Regions from separate parts of the Anas platyrhynchos genome. Here region 2 is linked to region 1. Evidence: chromatin contacts called from public Hi-C data. All regions are on one chromosome and are shown on one strand. Each heading gives the region's core, a stretch centred on a gene start, on an enhancer-like site or on the middle of the called end of the contact. The rest is flanking DNA. Distances are from core to core; before and after follow the strand shown. Region 1 overlaps GDAP2 (ganglioside induced differentiation associated protein 2). Region 2 holds the start of USF3 (upstream transcription factor family member 3).

The links. A called contact is a pair of places that touch in the nucleus more often than the background predicts.
Region 2: a Hi-C map of subcutaneous adipose tissue shows a contact between it and region 1, with 2.5 times the contacts expected there. The contact joins the promoter of USF3 here to the enhancer-like site in region 1. A contact is called at or near these places in 3 of 8 Hi-C or Micro-C datasets (liver, skeletal muscle and subcutaneous adipose tissue).

What each region holds. Positions count from the first base shown.
Region 1 is chr1:83,888,419-83,893,136 of IASCAAS_PekinDuck_T2T, forward strand. GDAP2 (ganglioside induced differentiation associated protein 2) reads left to right here. Exons shown (of 14, transcript XM_072043700.1): 5 at 392-480; 6 at 2,021-2,097; 7 at 4,171-4,330. Among named protein-coding and RNA genes, the nearest start is that of GDAP2, 11 kb to the left of the region's middle. Within about 2 kb of position 2,318, at least 1 of the 8 cell types and tissues checked has an H3K27ac peak or open chromatin away from gene starts, as enhancers often do.
Region 2 is chr1:83,986,008-83,990,725 of IASCAAS_PekinDuck_T2T, forward strand. USF3 (upstream transcription factor family member 3) reads left to right here and starts at 2,411. Exons shown (of 6, transcript XM_038181075.2): 1 at 2,411-2,536. The coding sequence starts at 2,489. NAA50 (N-alpha-acetyltransferase 50, NatE catalytic subunit) reads left to right here. Exons shown (of 5, transcript XM_027449698.3): 5 at 1-184.

The DNA.
Region 1 (4,718 bases), core at 1,068-3,567:
TTTCTTCCCCTCCTTTCCCTTGTTGTGAATCCTATACAGGAAGGAAAGTATTTTGAAAGGATTACAGGGAGCTGGAGGTAAGAACTTCATTCAGGATATGAGAAATTGAAGAAAGAAGGTAGTAGAGGTAGAAAGAGAAACCTGAGAACAAACACAAGAAAGAAAAACAACATGGAATCATGAATGGTTTTTTCCTTCCCTGCTTATTAATGCATCTTGCCAGGAAAGCATCCTTCTGCACAAACCTGAAAGAGGGTTATTACTACACAGAAACAGGAGAAAAGTACTGGTGTTACCTACTGTACTGGCAAAAGTTTGCTCCCACCTGACCTCAAGTTATGTTTCTGTTCATTTACTTCTGTTCATTTACTTCTCTGTTTCTGGATTTCAGGGAACAGGCAATGTGCTCTGTAGGATTTTGTGTCATTAACTCTCTGAAAAGATGCTACCCCTTGGAGGATGCAACCCACATAGCACTGCGTAAGTTTATGTTGGAAAGTGCAGTAAATTGAATGGCAGTATTCAACAGATTGCTTACCTCTGGCAGACTGCTACTGATATGGGGAAACTTTTTTTTAGGGGGCTGTAATGTGTTGCAGGAGGCGTAAAGAGGCAGGCTTTGCATGGATGAATGGGAAATGGAGGATAAAAACAAAAGACCTTTTTCCGAGAGGTCATCAGGAAGCATCCATGGGTTGGATGCTATGTTGGAACCTAGTGTTTGATACTTTTTGTTTAATGACCTGGAAAAAGATGCTGAAGAGTGAGGTGAGAGTTTGCTGATAATAGAAAAATGTTTGGGATAACAAGGATGAGGCCTTAATTGTGAATAACTGTAGGTGGACCTCAAGCAACAGAATGAATTTCAGCTGCTATTTCAGTGTTGTCAGCATAGCCAAACTTAAAGTGTATTTGCCTTGTTTGTTTTTTTCCTTTTCCTCTTTTAACTTTTCATTCCCATTGTCCTTCTCTTCGTGTCTGCTTTCCACCACCACCCATTTCCTGGACCTTCCTGTATGGTACTCCCACACAATAGGGAAGTTGTTGCAGGTGGGATGATAGGCTTTTCCTCTTGCTGTGCAAGCTGACTGGAGAAATCTCACCCTTTGCTTAGCAGAGGTGCTGGCACTCGAAGAAACCTATCTGTCTGTTTCTCTGGTTTCTCTGCCACCTGCCTGAGTAAGACTTCAGAAAATATCTGCTCACACAGGTTCAGGAAAATACTTGCTGTGAAACTGCAGAACTGTGTTTGTCCTGTAAAGTAGTGTTGTGGGTCAACCCAGTTACGCGTGAATTTCTGTACAGGAAGTTTTTGAGAAGAGATTTTTTTTCTACTGACCCGTTGTTACTTCTTTCCTTTATTGCTTTGTTGTTGTCTGTGTAGGGCTATATGCTACCTGATAAAAATGTTGCTAGGCCAATGTATTTGTTAGGACATTTTCTCTCTTAGTAATCTTGATAGAAAAGCACGTGAAGATCCTGACATCTGTCAAGATTACAGATGAGGGCCTTTAGCTGCAATGTAAGTCCAAGAATTAGTAGAGGGAATAAATTCTCTCATGACTTACATTTATGATTTCTATATGCTGCTTTTGCATAGCTGACCCCTGAGTTTTTGTGTGGCTTGCGACTTGTTCTAGGAATAATCCATTTTTGACAACTTGCAGAGACTTGGTAAAGGAGGGCTTTTGCTTGTTTTTTTTCCACAGGGCACTAAGATCACATTCTATAAATTGAGGTGTGCCTAGTAAGCTAAAATCCCAGAGAGACTTTTTCATTTTTTACCCATCTGTAAAGAGAGAAGCAGGAGAGAATGGAGATGGAATTTCCAGTATGCCCCAAAACCCATTTCATGTTAAACCACCACTTAATCCATGCTTGTGTACTGCCTGTGGAGCTATTTGGTGCAAGGAGAGAGATGTCTTTCTCTGTTCTGCATTCAGTTGATTTCTGTGCTTGTAGCCATGTGTAAATTTCTTCTCCTATTTTGCTAACTTACATTTACTCTTCTTCTTTGCAGGCACAGTTCGAAGGTTCCTGGAGATTCACGGGGAGACTCTGGAGAAGGTTGTGTTTGCAGTCTCTGAGCTCGAAGAGGTATCTCTTTGATGTTCCTTCATCAAAATTCATGGATGTGTTTGATCTCAGCAGCAGTATTAACCCCTGCACTGTAGACTGGGACTCAGATCCTCTCTAACAAATCATCCTGTCTCACTTAGACTTTCGGTTGCACAGCTTATTTCTGTCTCTTATCAGCACAGTATCTTTTCCAGTGCTTTTTCCCAGCACACTTTGAGCAGTCACCATAGATTTGTTTACAGCCTTTCCATTTCTGGCTTCCATGTTCCTGAGCCATAAGCAGGAGTCAGTATTAGAGGTTAGAGCATGCAGTTGTGCTGGATGCATTCTACCAGATAGACACAAATTTCTCAGGCAAGACTTGCTCTTTATACAAGGTTTGGTCTTCTGCTTTTAAAAGATTGTCCTGATTTCCATTCATATATAAAGACCTTAAACATTGCTGAAGTAACAAGCTTGATGTTTAATGATCTGTTTTCAGATAAGTGCTGACAGTTTCAGTCCTGTTTTTGGCTGGAATAGAGTTAATTTTCTTCCTAGTAACTGTTACGGTTCTGTGTTTTGGATTCAGGGTGGGAATAATGCTGATAATGCACCTGTATTCTAGTTGTTGCAGAGCAGTGCTTGCACCGAGTCAAGGACTTTTCAGTTGCACTGTCTTTATCTCAACCCTTGATTTTTTACTTCTTTCATTTTTATTTTTTTCCTGATTCTCTCCCCCATTCCACGGAGGGGGAGTGAGCAGACATCTGTGTGGTGCTTAACTGCCTGTCAGGTAAAAGCACAACAGTCCTTTTGGCACCCAATATGGGGCACAAAGGGTTGAGATAAAGACAGATCTGCCCAGAGCATGTTGAAACACAATTGTTATGAGCACTGTACCAGTTTAACAGTTGCTGATTAATGGCACTGAACACTGTGCTCAAGGTGTACACATGACCCATGTAAAGGACTGTTGTGGCTTAATCCAGCAGGCAACTAAGTGCCACACAGCCATTCACTCACTCCTCCCATGCCTCCAGTGGCATGGGAGGGATGGAGGGGAGAAAGGTAAAATCTCATGTGTTGAGATGCATACAGCTTAACAGGACAGAAAAGAAAGAGAAAACGATGATAAAAATACACAAAGCCAAGCGATGCACAATGCAGTTGCTCAACACTAGTTGATCGATGCCCAGCCAGACCCCGAGCAGCAGCCCTACTCCCCCAGCCAACTCCTCTCAGTTTTATTGTTGAGCACAATGCCCCCTGCTAAGGGATATCCCATTGGCCATTTGAGGTCAGCTGTCCCCTTCCAGCTCCTTGTGCACCCCCAGCCTCCTCACTGGCAGGGCAGCAGGTGGAGCTGAAAAGTCCTCAACTCAGTACAAGCACTGTTCTGCAACAATTAAAACATCAGTGTTATCAATGCCGTTCTCATCCTAAATCCAAAACATGGCACCATGCCAGCTACTAGGAAGAAAAATTGTTTTATCCTAGCCAAAACTAGGACAACAACTCTTAGATGTTGGACCTAATAATAGCTGCTCCTGTGCAGAATACCCACACTGTTCAGACTCTGTCACATCTGGATGACAAAATGAAATTACTTAATAGGGTTTCTAAAACTACTCGTCTGATGGAGGGAACATGTGGTGAAGTATTACAATGTTTAGTAAAGATTTTCACTGTTTTCCTACATGCGAGGAGGGTTTCTCTTGGTTGTTTCTTGTTTATTCTTTTTTCCAGTCAGATCACTTGAGTTGGTCTTTGTAGTGATCCATTTTCATCTAAGCAACCTTTGCTGAAGTCTGTCATCTACATGTATTGTAACTTCATTATAATGCTGAAGTATCTTCAGTCCACCTGAGTTCATGAAATTTAAAGCAGAATCTTCTCTGGGTTACTTACCAATGTGGCACCAAAATAAAATTATTAACCTTGATAAAGCCTATCTGCTTTTATTGCCAAATAGCAGCCCAATGTAAGCCATCAAGGAAAGTAGCACGTTGCCTCCAAATCTCAGAGAAGATACCTGCTACAAGGGTAGGTGTTACGTATCTGAAGAGCAAGGATGCGTGATAGACCTTCACGCATTTTTCTTATTTATAGGCCACTTACCAGAAGTTGCTGCCTCTGTATTTTCCAAGATCATTGGAAGAAGAGATACAATCCTTGCCTTACCTCCCTGCAGATATTGGTAATGCGGAAGGGGAGCCTGTAGTACCCGAGCGGCAGATCAGAATTACTGAGAAGCCAGGTGTTCCAGATGGTGAGTTCTTAACTCAATTTTGGAATAAGGATGTCTTTGTGAAAGTAAGCAAAAAAAACAGAAAAAAAATACACGGTGAACAAAGAGGTATCTGGGGTGAGGTGGTGTGGGAAGGCAGGCTGTAACGAAAAGAATTGTCAAGTTGTCTCATTAGCTTTGTGTGTTCGACAGCAGTAACTTCTGCTTTCTGTCTCGAAGTGGAGAGTGGTTAGAGGATGTGGTAAAGCTGTCGTTCTGTCTTTTTATTTTGGGGGGGGAGGGGTGATGGAGTCCTTTCCCTCTGCAAATTTTCTCCTGAGCTGGTTAGGAGCTTTTTTTCCCATTCAGAATCATACCAGCCCTTGGCTGAAAAAGTCATTATTGTTACTGAACTGTTTTAGGTGACATA
Region 2 (4,718 bases), core at 1,161-3,660, 98 kb after region 1:
AGTTTACAAATGCATTCTCAATGTTACAATTTAAGTTGCAGGGGGAGCAAATTCTTTACAAATAAGATGGTCCATTTTTAATCTATATCATTGCCCTTGTTGTACATCAGGAGCATGTTTTTGTTTTTCTCAAACTCTTTAGAAATACCGTTCAGAATAAACGTGCACTATTTGAGTTATGTCACTTCTGACTGGTTGTGTGTTTTTTGCAGCCCAGCTGTGTCCTTCTGAGATCAGATTTAGAACATTCTTCCACAGCTTCATAAACTAACTGTGAAGATTTCTAACATAAACCGTAAATTAGGCTGCTATGTGATGAATGCCATGTGTGTCTGATGACTGAGGAAAGTGGGAGTTGTTTGTTTTCTCTGAAATCATGAGCCTTTTCTCAGAAATCCTCAGCCTTGTTGGGTGGAGGAAAGGAGAGGAATTACAACTGTCCTGGACTACTTTTGCATGAAATTGTTTCAAGGCCGCTCACTAACAGACCAGGCATCAAGAGCCTTAGTGCTTTATAGTTAAATTATTAACTGTATATTATTTATAACTTATTTGAGTTAAACTCAGGCTTTTTATAGGCTAAGTATTTTTAAAGTATTGAAACTAATTGCTAGCTATCAACAGACAATCTTTGGAAAAAGAAGTCTGTACATGTAAAGTAATTCATTGTACTATGTGGTGAGTGTTCTTCAAAGTTGACCTTTTTTAGAAAGGTACTTAAGTAAAACTCACCTCTTCATAGCTATTCTAGTTCCATCTTCTCTTACAGACGTTTTTAAGCTGATTTTTCAGATCCTTTTGTGCTTTGAAGCGTCTTTTATGGAGCGATGTGTTGTGGTACACTTTTTCGGGGGGGTGGAATGTAACCCCAAATCTGTTACAGTGCATCTGCTTATGGAGATTGCTTTATCAGTGTTTGGAGTCTGCATTTGTTAGGATACCATGCAAAAGTTGTCTCAGACTGCCGACTTGACTGAATTCCTGAGCTGCTGCTAGCAGCTGTCTTCCCTGACCTCTACTGGAGGGCCTGGAAGGCACAGCTGGAGATCTGTCTGGAGAGCAACCCTCATCTGCTTCAGCATCACAAGGCAGCTGCAGAAGCTGGAAGACTTGCTGGGCTTCAAACTGCCCCAGCGTTCCAAACCCTTCGGCTTATTTTGATCTCTTCAACGTTTCTTTCCTTCTCTGTGCTTGTCCCAGTCACCTCTCCAACCAGTCTGTAAAGTTTCAGACAACTCAGTGACTCCTGTACACGGAAACTAGCAACTATCCCTGATTGTCCATGTTGCCCTCTTCTACGAATTAGGTGGCTCCTCTACGCGGTTACTCCCCCCCAGTATCCAACACTCAGGTATTTACATGGCCCTTCTAACACCTTGTGGTGTGCTATGATCTCTTTTAGCACTTCGCATTTGTTCCTGAGGCGATGCACAGTACAATTACAACACTAGTATCCAATTAAGTGGTAAATCAACTCATTAACTTCACATAGAAAATTGGGGTATCTGTTTCTCTGGCACCCAGTACTGGAAGGCTCATCTGTTACTCCTCATTATTATCCCTACTGAAATCCACTAAACTTTACCTCACCCTACTCCCTTTTTACCGTATGGTAGCATTGACGAAGATGGACCCCAGCATTGATTTTTGTGGGAGTACTTTTGTAGAGTCCTGTAGTGCTCCAGGGCACCATGGGTTAGTAAAAAGTGAACTAATTTTTCCTTGTTTGGATAAGGGCTGCCTTTTTAGGGAAAATCCTTAAAAAAGCAAGGTAAGGATGTTATCCTTTATGTGTAAGTGATGGGGCAGCTAATTAGGAGCGCTAATTGCAGGGGGGGTAGTGGGGAAGGGTAAGGAGTCTGAAGCCAGTGTTTAATGACAGGAACAACTTTTTAATCTTTTATTCTTTTTAATTTTTAATTTTTTTTAATTTTTTATTTCTTATTATCTCTGTCACATAGGTGTTCCGTGAGCAAAACCTTTTAAATGGGAGTGACAAAATAAAACTTTTTATTTTATTTTATTTTATTTTATTTTAAACTTTGCCGGCCGCCGGCTGTGGAAGCGCTGGGAGCTCCCCTCAGGGCCCTGTGGGGCCGGTAACGGCCGCCCTGAGGTAACGGCCGCCCGCCGGGGCGGGGCCTCCCGGCAGCTGCTTCCCCTTTAAGAGCTTCCGCCCTCCCCCGCTCTCTCATTGGCCGGCCGAGCTGCCCATCTCCCCCAGTTCCTGTTTCGGCCACCCGAACTTGCTGACGGCACGCGCCGCCAGCCTCGACCCCTCCGCCTTCCGATTGGCTCCGCGCCGCCTTCGCCCCTCCCCCTCCGAGCGAGCGCCACCTTCCCCCTCCCACTTCAATCTGATTGGCCGCGGCGGCTCGACCCGCGCCTCCTGATTGGCTGCGGCGGGCCGCGCGTGCGGGCAGTAGGCTCGGCTGCGCGGCAGGGAGCGGAGCGGAGAGGAGACGGCGGCGGCGGCGGCGGAGGGAGGATGGTGCCCGCCGTGGGGGCGCCGCCGCCCAGCCCGCCCAGCCCGCCGGTGAGGGGAAGGGAAGGGAAGGGAAGGGAAGGGAAGGGAAGGGAAGGGAAGGGAAGGGAAGGGAAGGGAAGGGAAGGGGTCGCCGTTAAGCCCCCCCCCGACCGTTATTCTGAGGGAGGTGACGGTTGGGGGGCGCGCGCCGGGCTTCGTCCTGTTGCCATGGTAACGGCGCGTGCCGCCCCCCCCCCCCTTTCCCCCCCCCTCCCAACCGGGCCCCTTTGTCCGTGAGGGGGGGAGCGAGCGGGGCCCGGTTGTGCCCCGGGTTTGTTCCCGGCGCTTCCCCCCCGGCCGTGCCCTCAGCTCCCTGGGGGAAGGAGGTAACGAGTCGGGCCCGGTTCAGGCAATTTTGGCGGCGGCGGAGGCCTCGCGCTGAGCGGGGTAAGGCAGGAGGGCGCGTTGGGTCGCTGGCCGTCAGCACCTTGCAAATTGCATGCCTTGATTTCTCTTTTCGCATAACATCTTCGCTTTCTGTTATATCGCACGCAGATGCGGTTATGGAAAGCATTAAGCAAAGGTAACAGTGATTGCACGCCCGGCAGTCAGAAGTAGGTGATGTAAAGGCTTGGTTTGGAAACACGACTTTATAGTTTCTTTATTTCCTCTGTATCCAGTGTGTTGGAGCAATGATAATTACATTGATTGTGTTACACAGCGCTTTAACAAACTGCGGGGTGCTACCTGTCACACGTGTGCAGTAATCAAACAAGCAAGAAGGAAGCTTAGAGCTTAGGGATATGGTTTAGTGGGGACTGTTAGTGTTAGGTTAGAGGTTGGACTCAATGATCTTGAGGTCTCTTCCAACCTAGAAATTCTGTGATTCTGTGATTCTGTGAATAAATACGGAGAAATGGTCCTTAGTATTACTGTAAGGACGTAGAACTTTAATTCTGGCTTTCAGTTATTGCTATAATAACAATTATTCAAAAATAATACATACTTTTTGGAGTGAAGTAGTTTTGACAACTGGAAGTACATTCATCACTGCACAGGACCTAAACTTAGAAACTGTTCATGCTCCAAGCGTGATTTTAAGGTGAGAATAGATACAACCACGTAGTATTTGGGTGTTACTGCCTTTCAGAATGATGTTATCAACAGCTGGAAGGATTTTAAGAGTGGAGAGAAGACTGGTGCTGGAGCCTGGAGGAGCCCAACAGCTGCAAGGAGAGAATTAGGTTGTGGGTGCGTGCTGGGGGCTTTACTCCTTTGGCTCTCGGCTTTCTAAGCAGTAAGTGCTCCCGAGAGCCAAGCAGGGACGGGCTGAAGTGTCTGTCAGGTGTGTGGCGTTGTGGTGTGTGTCTGGCACGTGCCTGCTGTGTGCATCATGGGCTCGACTGTTGTAGCCGAGCGCTGGCCTTAGGCTGCGATTCCCAAGACAGCACATGAAGAAGGTGGCAAAAATTAAGCAGCAGTGTTCTGCTGACCCCGCGGGCTGAGGTGCTCTGGTCTTTCCCCTTTCTCTTCTTGTGTCAATGTAGAAGGTGTTCCAGTTTCTTTAAGGGGAGGAATTACAGAGCTGCTTCTGCGTGTTGTTTGTTTGTTTGTTATGATTTCAACATGCTAAGAAAACAAACAACACCTCAGGCTTCCAGGTATTGAAGTCTGGCAAATCAGTCAGCAGGGTGACTTGGAACTGAGCTCTGTTCGCATGCGCCTTTACTTTGCAACGCGGGTTGGCACGATGTGTGTGGCACTGCACAGTCATCTCCAGTTTGGGCATGAGTTAATGTAATGTATGGATTGAATTTGGATTCTAAACAGCATAGAAGTCAAGTACTCATGGAGGACATGGGTGGGGTCATGCAGAATTTGGCAAGAGCCAGTCAATTGTTTAATTTTTGTATGGGTGCTTGTGTTCTTGTTATAACCCTTTGGATCCAGGATGGTCTTAAAATTAACTTTGTAATTGACAGATGCCTGGGAAGAAATAGAAGTAGCATTTGATGTGAAGGGATCTTCAATGAATCACGGCTGTTTACATCTTAACTTTTAAATATATATTATTACACTCGCGTGTGTGTGTATAGATATATACACACGCTTATTGTGAAGCCTTTGCCACTCTGAAGGGTAGTGAATGAGTGTCACAGCACAACGTTTCAGCTGATGCTGTTTTCTGTTAAGTAACATAATAATGAACATTGTCCATGAATACCAAAATCCCGTTGGAGATGCGTGCCTA